2 separate regions of the Capsicum annuum genome follow, and region 2 is linked to region 1. Evidence: chromatin contacts called from public Hi-C data. All regions are on one chromosome and are shown on one strand. Each heading gives the region's core, a stretch centred on a gene start, on an enhancer-like site or on the middle of the called end of the contact. The rest is flanking DNA. Distances are from core to core; before and after follow the strand shown.

The links. Hi-C and Micro-C count contacts between places; a contact is called where the count stands out from the background.
Region 2: a contact with region 1 is called in a Hi-C map of bud, with 2.8 times the contacts expected there. The contact joins the enhancer-like site here to the promoter of LOC107875614 in region 1. A contact is called at or near these places in 2 of 5 Hi-C or Micro-C datasets (bud and placenta).

Annotation. Positions count from the first base shown.
Region 1 is chr6:220,177,060-220,181,598 of UCD10Xv1.1, forward strand. It overlaps LOC107875614, which reads right to left and starts at 2,201. Exons shown (of 8, transcript XM_016722396.2): 1 at 1,398-2,201; 2 at 1-575. The coding sequence starts at 1,886.
Region 2 is chr6:220,229,120-220,233,864 of UCD10Xv1.1, forward strand. No RefSeq gene overlaps it. Among protein-coding and RNA genes, the nearest start is that of LOC107874647, 5.7 kb to the left of the region's middle. Within about 2 kb of position 2,397, at least 1 of the 5 cell types and tissues checked has an H3K27ac peak or open chromatin away from gene starts, as enhancers often do. A contact at or near this core is called in bud, where this site is marked.

The DNA of each region.
Region 1 (4,539 bases), core at 951-3,450:
GAGAGCGTCCGGCATTTCTTAATGGAGAATCGAATCTGTGCCTCCAGAGAAGACTGCAACTTCTTCCTGAACCCACCTTCAGACTTACTCATAGGACGTGCAAGCACAACCACAGAACCAGAACCTTTTGGAGCCAAGCTTGGCCGAGCCGAGGTACCAACAATTGATGATTGATTTGCCAAGGAAATATCAGCAGGTTCCTCAACACTAGAACTAGGATAATCATCAGCAAAATCGTCAAGAAAAACAAAGAGTGTAACTGGAGTACACTGTCCGGGTAATAAAGAGGCATATGAACCTAAACCTGACATCAGAGTAATTGCTGAATTATTTCGGTTGAAAATGCCACGGCTTTTGACAGGCGAAGGATTGTTAGATGATCTTCCTGACGCAGCTCTACGTGATGGAGATGCAAAAGATGAAGCAGACTCAGAGGGTGACAGAGATTGTGACTGAGATTGTGACTTAACAAATGGAGTCATTGCTTGTTTAGCTGCTTGCAAGACGCGAAGTTTCTTCAGTGTCTGTGTGTCAAAGCGTGACCCTTCTTGGATAAAAACTACAACATGACAAACCTGCATAGCTAAGCATGGTTGAGTAGCACTCTACGATTAACTAGGGGAAGTATGAAATATTAAATAGAAAGCCTACAAAAGAAATTCCATATGGTGAACTCCACCTCCCAAACCCCTACCGAGGAGCCCAATGGTGGCCCTCCTAATTTGCTCCCTGGCTAAACTCACAGCCTTGTGGTTGGAGATGAGGGCCTCTACCGATAGGTATCCCTTCCTTGTCAAATAAGAATATGATTAGCACCAATAATAACAAATGTGGAGAAGACCTTTACTCACAGGGTAAGAAGAAAGAACTGGACTCCAAGTTTCAGTGTCCTCACAGACCCAATGATCACCCTTTAGTAAAGAAGATGGCAACACAAATTGAATACTAACCAACAATATTTACATGCTCATTTTGATGCATGAAAAAAAAAAGATTCATGGAAATGATGCAAAATTCTTCTACACACATTTCTTCTATTCAACTGCAAATCCAAAACCTTGCCCAATTACAATTTAGAAGAAGCAACCTTTCGCGTTAACACTATAGACAGCTGCAACTCAAATTACTAAGTGAGAGTCAGACAACTCATTCGGGTTAACACTATAGACAGCTGCAACTCAAATTCTCCACTAGCTTTATTGATCAAGTCTATATAGAGCAAATAAAATTATGTGTAAAATATTTCAAAAGCTTCATAGTCTTTAATGTACAACCAATAAACAAAATCTAAGATAACGAGGAATAAAGAAGCCATTTTGGCCACACAAATTTCCTCTTTTGATTGAAAAAACTGCCCAACATTTCAACATAGAGTGAAGAAGAAAAAAAAAACTCACAGAGAACATAAAGAGCATAGCTTGGAGATCGCCATATTCGTAGTCTTCCAAAAGTGAATCAAATCCCATCTTAGACTCCAAATTGCCTTCTTCCATCAAAGGGCATCGAATTGAAGAGAATTGCAAAAACAAAATCCCTTTTTCATCATCATGATAGTAGCTTATATTCCTATACTCGAACCAACTCTTCATCTCATCGGTTACATCAAACTCCGGGTTATCAACAAAAATTTGCCTATCTAAACAGCCGGAGCAAAACACATTATCATCAATAATCCGGTCCATCAGGTAAGCCACGTCATCGTGACGTTTTCCGATGAAACCAACCACAACGATGCCGTTTTGAGGGGTTAACGGGAGTGTATCCGATGAGGTTGATGTAGGTGGGTGGGGAGGAGGAGGTATAGGGGGAGTATGAGAGTGAGAAGTTGGAATTGGAGGTCGAATTAGTACTCGCATGGACTGAGCATTTGGTTTTGAGGAGTCCATTGACACCGACAGTTGACAGAATCACCTGTGTACTTCCATCGGAAACTGCCCTATGTGGCGATAGAAGGCAAACGGTCGTCGGACGGTGGACGGAAGACGGTCGTCGGACGGTGGACGGAAGACGGTCGGCGGACGGTCGGCGGAGGACGACGACGTCGGTGAGAATATGTGTTGATAATTTTGTCGTCAAAGCAATGGCGTTGAAACGGCAAAGACGAGAGGAAGTACGACGGGGAAGCTAGTCAGAGCAAGAGTTATGGACTGGGCTAAAGGTTGGCTCATAATGGGCTATACAATTCAATAGTCCAAGAAAGCAAGCCCGTGTTTAGAAGCTTTTAGGCGGCCCAATAAGTGTGTGTGTAGAATGCGTGGTAAGTATATATATGGTTGCGCACTTTGTTTGGATAGTGGTTATCCATGATATAATATGGTATCGTTCTAAATTACCATGTTTGTTTTGATTGCTTTTTAAAATAATTATTTGTTAAAACATATGGTATGGTATAATTTGATTTCATGATTAGGTAACCATGAAAAAACTCATTTTATATAATCACCGACTTGGTAGATTTACATCATTACCTTAATTTTTTTTTATTGACCTTTACTTATTATTTAATAGCTTATTTTATCATTTATCCTACCTTTTTATATTAATCTTATCCCGTATCCTACCTTTTTTTAGTAGTTTTTTCTTTCAAATTATTGATTTGTGAGATTATGTAACTGCAGAAAATGATACAATCTATCCAAACACTGTATTCATTAAAACAATAAAATACCATGCAATACAACACAATATCGTACATTACCATACATTATGAAACCATAAGAAACATCCATCCAAACAAAGGGATCGTTTAGTAGAATGCAGAAAAAAGTCAAGACGATTCTGCCCTATGTGAGATTATGTAACTGCAGAAAATAATACAATCTATCCAAACTCTGTATTCATTAAAACAATAAAATACCATGCAATACAACACAATATCGTACATTACCATATATATATATATATATATATATATATATGTGTGTGTGTGTGTGTGTGTGTATGTATATATATATACATATATATATACCTATTGCACTTCTCTCTAGTGAAGGGTTGTCGATCGACACCCCATCGTCGAGGGGGGACTCTACTATTGATTTTTTAGAATATAAGTTTTATATATTATCAATATAAAGTTATTATACACTCACTATAAGGTCATCCAAAAAATATTTACATGTAATTTTTTAGAAGTGTGGATTATACTATCTAAAATAAGACATATATCATATGCTACAGCAAGTACAAAAGAATTGATATATATATGAGTGTATATGATTAAAAATCATTCTACAAAATACAGAATTGGTGAACTACTTATACACATATGCATGCAACTGGAGCAACCACTTATCTATCAGTAATCTTTGTATGATATGCTAATAACCATATTAATTGAAACAACAATGGATTTAGTATATATCTGGTCAAAGTGAACTTTGTTGTGATAATTACTGCAATATAATGATTTTAGAATACTTATGTCCTCTGATTACTATTGAGCAAGATACAAGCGTTTAGATTTTTTTTTTTTGTCACGAGATATATATATATATATACATTAGTTCACATAGAATAAGATCATCAAAAAAAAAAAAATTCAATATTTTGCTTCAATTCTTTCATGATATCAGAGCGGTAGCTTGATCCAATCTCTCTTCCTCCCTTCAAGCATCACTTGATTTAAATGGATCAACACGGTACTCCAGGTGTGGTTAACGCTACCACTGCATCTCCTACTACAGTTGCAATTCCTACTGCACATGGGATCAACATAAATCATTCTTACTATTTTGCCCCTTCAGATTCACCTGGTATGACCATTGTCAACTCCATCTTTGATGGAAGAGGTTTTTCAGGGTGGAGAAGAAGAGTATTGATAGCTTTATCTGCGAAAAAGAAACTTGAATTTAATTCTTTGTCAAGGGAGATTGGAGATAGCGTGATCTATTTCAAGACGGCCAAAGAATTGTGGGATAGCTTAGAGCACAGGTTCGGTAGATCTAAAGGTGCTAAGCTATATCATTTGCAAAAGAAAATCTCAGAACTGGTTCAGGGAACTAACTGTCGCGCCCCGTTTTCCTCGAGGAAAGCGGTATTCGACGTGACAAACTCTTTTTGGGATTGTTTTGAGAAAGAGTGTGAAGAGTCGCCACCTAACGTATTAAGGTGCATTAGGGCACCGGTCTAGGCTACTACAACCTATTTTGTCATTTTGTCTTAGTTCACCAGAGTTCGGGTAAGGGTTCAAAGTACCTTGAAAGGAAGGTATTAGGCACCTTTCGAGGTCTACAAAGGTGGTTCCCAGCCGAATTCATACTTTACATGGGGATTCTATGTGATCAAATAAAGGTCTCTTGTTTTATTGTTAATTTAGTGTTTAGCTACGTGATAAAGTAATTAATAAGCAAACACATGTCATTTTGTTATTTCTAATTGTTGATAGCTAAGTGATAAAATAAATAAAAACATGTAATTAAGATAAGCGAGGGAAAAGAAATAACATACTTTACAATAAAAAGGGGACTGCTTTGTAATAAATTAGCTACCCCAAAAGTAAAGAAAAAGACTAAGAAAAAGAAATCGTCCAAGTCAAAC
Region 2 (4,745 bases), core at 1,147-3,646, 52 kb after region 1:
TTCAACTATTATAAAATGGATGTTTTTTTTTAAGTTACGTTTTCTATAGTGACATTTCAAAAGAGTTGTATAGAAGTCAAATTATATCCAACTATTTAGAATCAATGGTAATTTGAAAGAAGTTAAGTTAGCTAAACCTATACTAATTGTACGTATAAAAATGTGAACGTTGGAGCTAGATAGATTATGTTAATTTTGTGAAAATCCTCTACATCATCGGTAAATATAAGTAAAAGGAGATATAAAGGACCCTGTGTCCAATATAAATTACTTTTTGTGTCTCAATTTATGTGACACGAATTATATTTAGAAAGTCAGTAAAATTTTTACATGTTCTTTTAATTTATAATATTTTTTATATAATTTTCAAATAAATATAAGTTACTCTGTCTCAATTTATGACATTGATACAATTTCAGTCAACTAAATTTTTATATATCTTTAACTATTTTAAATTGTTAATTATTGTATTTATAGTACTTTTTATATTATTTTTTCAAATAATATATTACACTTCTTTTGTTTCAATTTATGTGAAACTAATAAAACTTTGAGAATAAATCAAATTTTTGTGTCTTTTAAATATTTTAAGTTATTAATATTATGATTTTTATTACTTTTTATGTGATTTTTAAATACATAAAATAAATATATGTTATCTAACAGTATGAAATAACCATAAAAAGGGAGGAGTCAATCAAATTGGCCCCTTTGTCTTTTAGAAGTAAGGAGAATTCATCATTGAAAAGCATTACTAATTTTAATTTAGAAAAAAAAAAATTGAATTGGATTAGTATTTCAAATTATTATACGTGGAATAGCAAAGAAGTAATATAGCAAAGTCAATGATCAAATTATCTGTTACGCATAATTCACAGTTTGGAAATTCCGTCGAGTTGTCAACGTGTTAATTATACCTGTCCACAGTTGAAGGTTTCACTAGCTAGTGACGGCGTAGGATGATGCACGTTGCTATTAAAAGAAATACATATGTACCACTATTATACGTATTGAGTTATACCAATTTATAATGATTGAATGACAAAATAATTAAAAATATGTAGTACATTTTCTGGTTAAATTTATGTGATTTTATTTTGTTTGTGATTCAAATAATATTTAGATCCACATTTACAATGTGATTTCATCATATTTGACATGAGAATAATCAACAATTTAAGTTTATTTTTATGATTTTGAATATTAAATTTTAATTTAAAATAAGTATCTTTAAAAATTATTTTCCAAAATTAAAAAGTGCCACAAAATTTACAAGCGAGGGAATAGTAATTATTTTTGACCTTTTGCTAAAAGTTCGCACCTTTTAATTTTCTTGATAATTCGAACCCGTGTGGGAGGCGAAAGATGCTTGTCATGAGGGAAAAGTAATTAACCATTGTTAAGTGATAATTTTTATATTTGTTGATGTGAATTGTGGCAAACATGTTGTATGGAACGAAGTGTTGGTCAGTTAAGAATTCTTACATTCAAAAGTTAATGGTGGTGGAGATGAGGATGTTGCGATGGATGTGTGGACTTATCAGGAGTGATAAGGTTAGAAATGAGATTATTCGGAAAGAAGGTGACATTCGGTTCGATAGAGGCAAGATGAGAAAAGTGAAGTTGCAATGGTTCATGCATGTGATGAGGAGAGGCACAGATGCTCCAGTCCAAGGGTGTGAGAGACTGACTATGGATGATTTCAGGCAGGGCAGAGGTAGACCGAAGAAATATTGAAGGGAGATGATCATTAGACATGATATGGAACAGTTACATCTTACGGATGACATGACCTTGATAGGAAAGTGTGGAGGACGCGAATAGGGGTAGAGGTTTAATGGGTAAGAGTTTGTCAGTAACAGTAAGTAAGAGTACTTTTGTTTGTATCTACATTTGTAGTTGCTTGTTCGTGGTGTTTTGGTGATGTCTTCAATTTTGAATAGATAATTTATAGTACTACCTTGTGGGTGCCTTGTTTTCATTATTATCTACTAGTAGGGTGTTATCTCATTTTTGTTGTGTGTTTTTATGTTTTCTATTTTTTTTAGTTTGTTTGTTATTTGTCCTGAGCCGAGAATCTATCGGAAACAACCTCTCTATATATTTTATTTGAGGTAATAGTATAAACTGCATACTCTTTATTCTTTTTAAATTCCGGTTTGTGAGAATATAGCAGGTATGTTTGTTGTTGTTGATGACTCGATGTGAATTGTGATACACAGTGAGTGCAAATAATGTCTTTAGCTTATAATAATGGTGATGATCAAAGCATAGGCAAGTGACAGTGGCTGTAGAATTTGTGGTTAAATTGAGTTCATACTTTATTGGAAGCATCGTGTGGGCAGCTCACCAGAATATATTATCCTTCCAGATGGCATGCTTCTCAACTCAACAGATCTGTTCTCTATTTCTTCTAAAAATCCATTGAAAAATTATGTCCAAGAGTTAAAAGTAATTTCCATTTTTTCTTCTCTCTTTTTTCTATTGGCTTACGTTGTTTTCTATACTAGTAAAAGATGGTAGTTCAAGAACCTAACTAAACTTGAGGGTGCCAAAGGGAGAATGAAATGGAGACACATTTTGCCACTTGACTTATGTTTAGGGCACGAAGTACAGATTCAATTGTTACTATATATATTTAAAATTTAATTATTATCATTTGAATTCATCATTCTGAAATTTAAAAGTTACATAGTTAAAATCCATACTTAAATGATAATTTTTTCTCAATTTATTTATCTTATTTTTCTTATTCGTGTGTTTCGAAAAATATGTCTTTTTTCCTTTTTGGCAATTCCTTAATTCTAAGTAAACATTTGATAGTAAGAATTTTTTACTTTTTTCTAAAAAATTATTTTATTTTAGTGAAAAAAATTAAAATAGTAGTGTTTGATCATAATAATTATTTTTGAAAAAGTGAATTTTCACTTCTATTTCTCTCACAAAATTTTAAAACACAACTTCAATTTATATCCATGGTCAAACACAACACCAGCTCCAGCTCCAACTCCAACTTTAAAAAATTGTTACTTTCATGACTAAACGAGAGGCCTAATTTTTCATTCGATATATTTAAGTTTATAAACTTAATAAATATTTTGTCACATTTCACATATCTTAATTTCAAATCATTTTTAAAAAAAAAAAAAATACTTTTTAAATAATATATCAAGTCATTATCGAATACACAAATTAAAATTGAAGCAGCAGTATGCACCAATAAAAATAGTGAGGGCAGGAAATGCAGGTTATAATTATGATGTATCGAGTGTGAAAGTATGCCATTTGCCTGCCATTATACCAGCAATACATTACCACATCCTCCTATTAAAATAGACTTCATCTTCTAACGCCTAAATAAACTTCATGTTCATTTGTGCAATAGCTCCTTTATAACGATTCAACTGAACTCTCTCACTATTTTTCTAAAAAAAAAAATTAATAGGTATTTAGTGAATCTTTTAACACATACAAATGATCTAAGCTAGAGGCGAGGCTAGAGGGATGGAAGGGGGTTCGTTTGAATCTCTTTGGAAACAAAAAACACACATTTTATATATTAGAATAATTAACTTTTATTTGTTACGTAAGTTAAGTTCTTGATAAAAAATTTCTTTCACCGCTAACACGCAAATTACATGTAGATATACCTCTGGCTTTTACCTTGTAATGGCGCAGTAATTTTGACTGATACTCGACTTTGCTAATATGAAACTATGACATCAGTGTCCATGCCTTAAAGACAATTTCATAATTTTATTTTTCAGTTACTGAATTTTTATCACCTAAACTCCTCAATAATTTAAAAAAGCTAGTTGACTGATCAACTGGGAATTCAACTTCAAGAACTGCAGAGTAGTGCAGACAATTTGTTAATGGTCTAAGACGTGTAATTAAGTACTACTACTTAATTGGAAATAATTGATTGGTGAACCGTTAAGTATAGTAACTACTTGTCGACTTTTAATTTTTGTTTCATATAACCACCGTTTCATGTTCTATGGTTGTTGATAATATAATGCCCACATTCAAATAAAAACAAGCATACCTACTATACTTTGAACTAATCTCACTTATGGTTTCAACCGTATATTGATATGAATGAACTAACACACGTTTGTAAGACAAGTGCAAATGGTCCAAGTCAAATCATCATATATATGTATCAAGGATTAGTTAGTGCTAATTATATTTGATATTTAACTGCTTTTTTAACCCAACCAACAACCACAACAAACATAGTAACTATAGTTCGACCAAGGCTTTACCCCTACTTCGTGAAGATAGAGAGGTTGTTTTTAAAGGATCTTCGGCTCATGAGCAACAAATCACAGCAATTAATGAATAAGGGAATAAGATGGTAAAATGACGTTTTTTAACGAATCCTAAAAGAAAAAAATGAATTAAACAGGATTTAACTATAAAGTTTCGGACTAATGAGACTTCGATCAAGTAATTGAGCACCTTCAACATCAACCGGGAGGCTTGAGAATTTGAGTCATGCCAAAGAGTAAGTGAAAACAAATTTTGACCCTCTTATTGGTGGGGTGGGAAAAAATAGAAAAACAAAAAGTTTGGCAACCCAATTGGCAATCATATCAACGAAGGACTAGGTGGCCTTACAAATCAAGTTGATTTTTTTAAGGATAGTTCCTTTTCCAGATTACGATTAATCTTTCATCTTTGCATAGTGATCATTTAAAGGAAAACAGCAAAAAAATAAGTTTATTAGACAAATTATACTC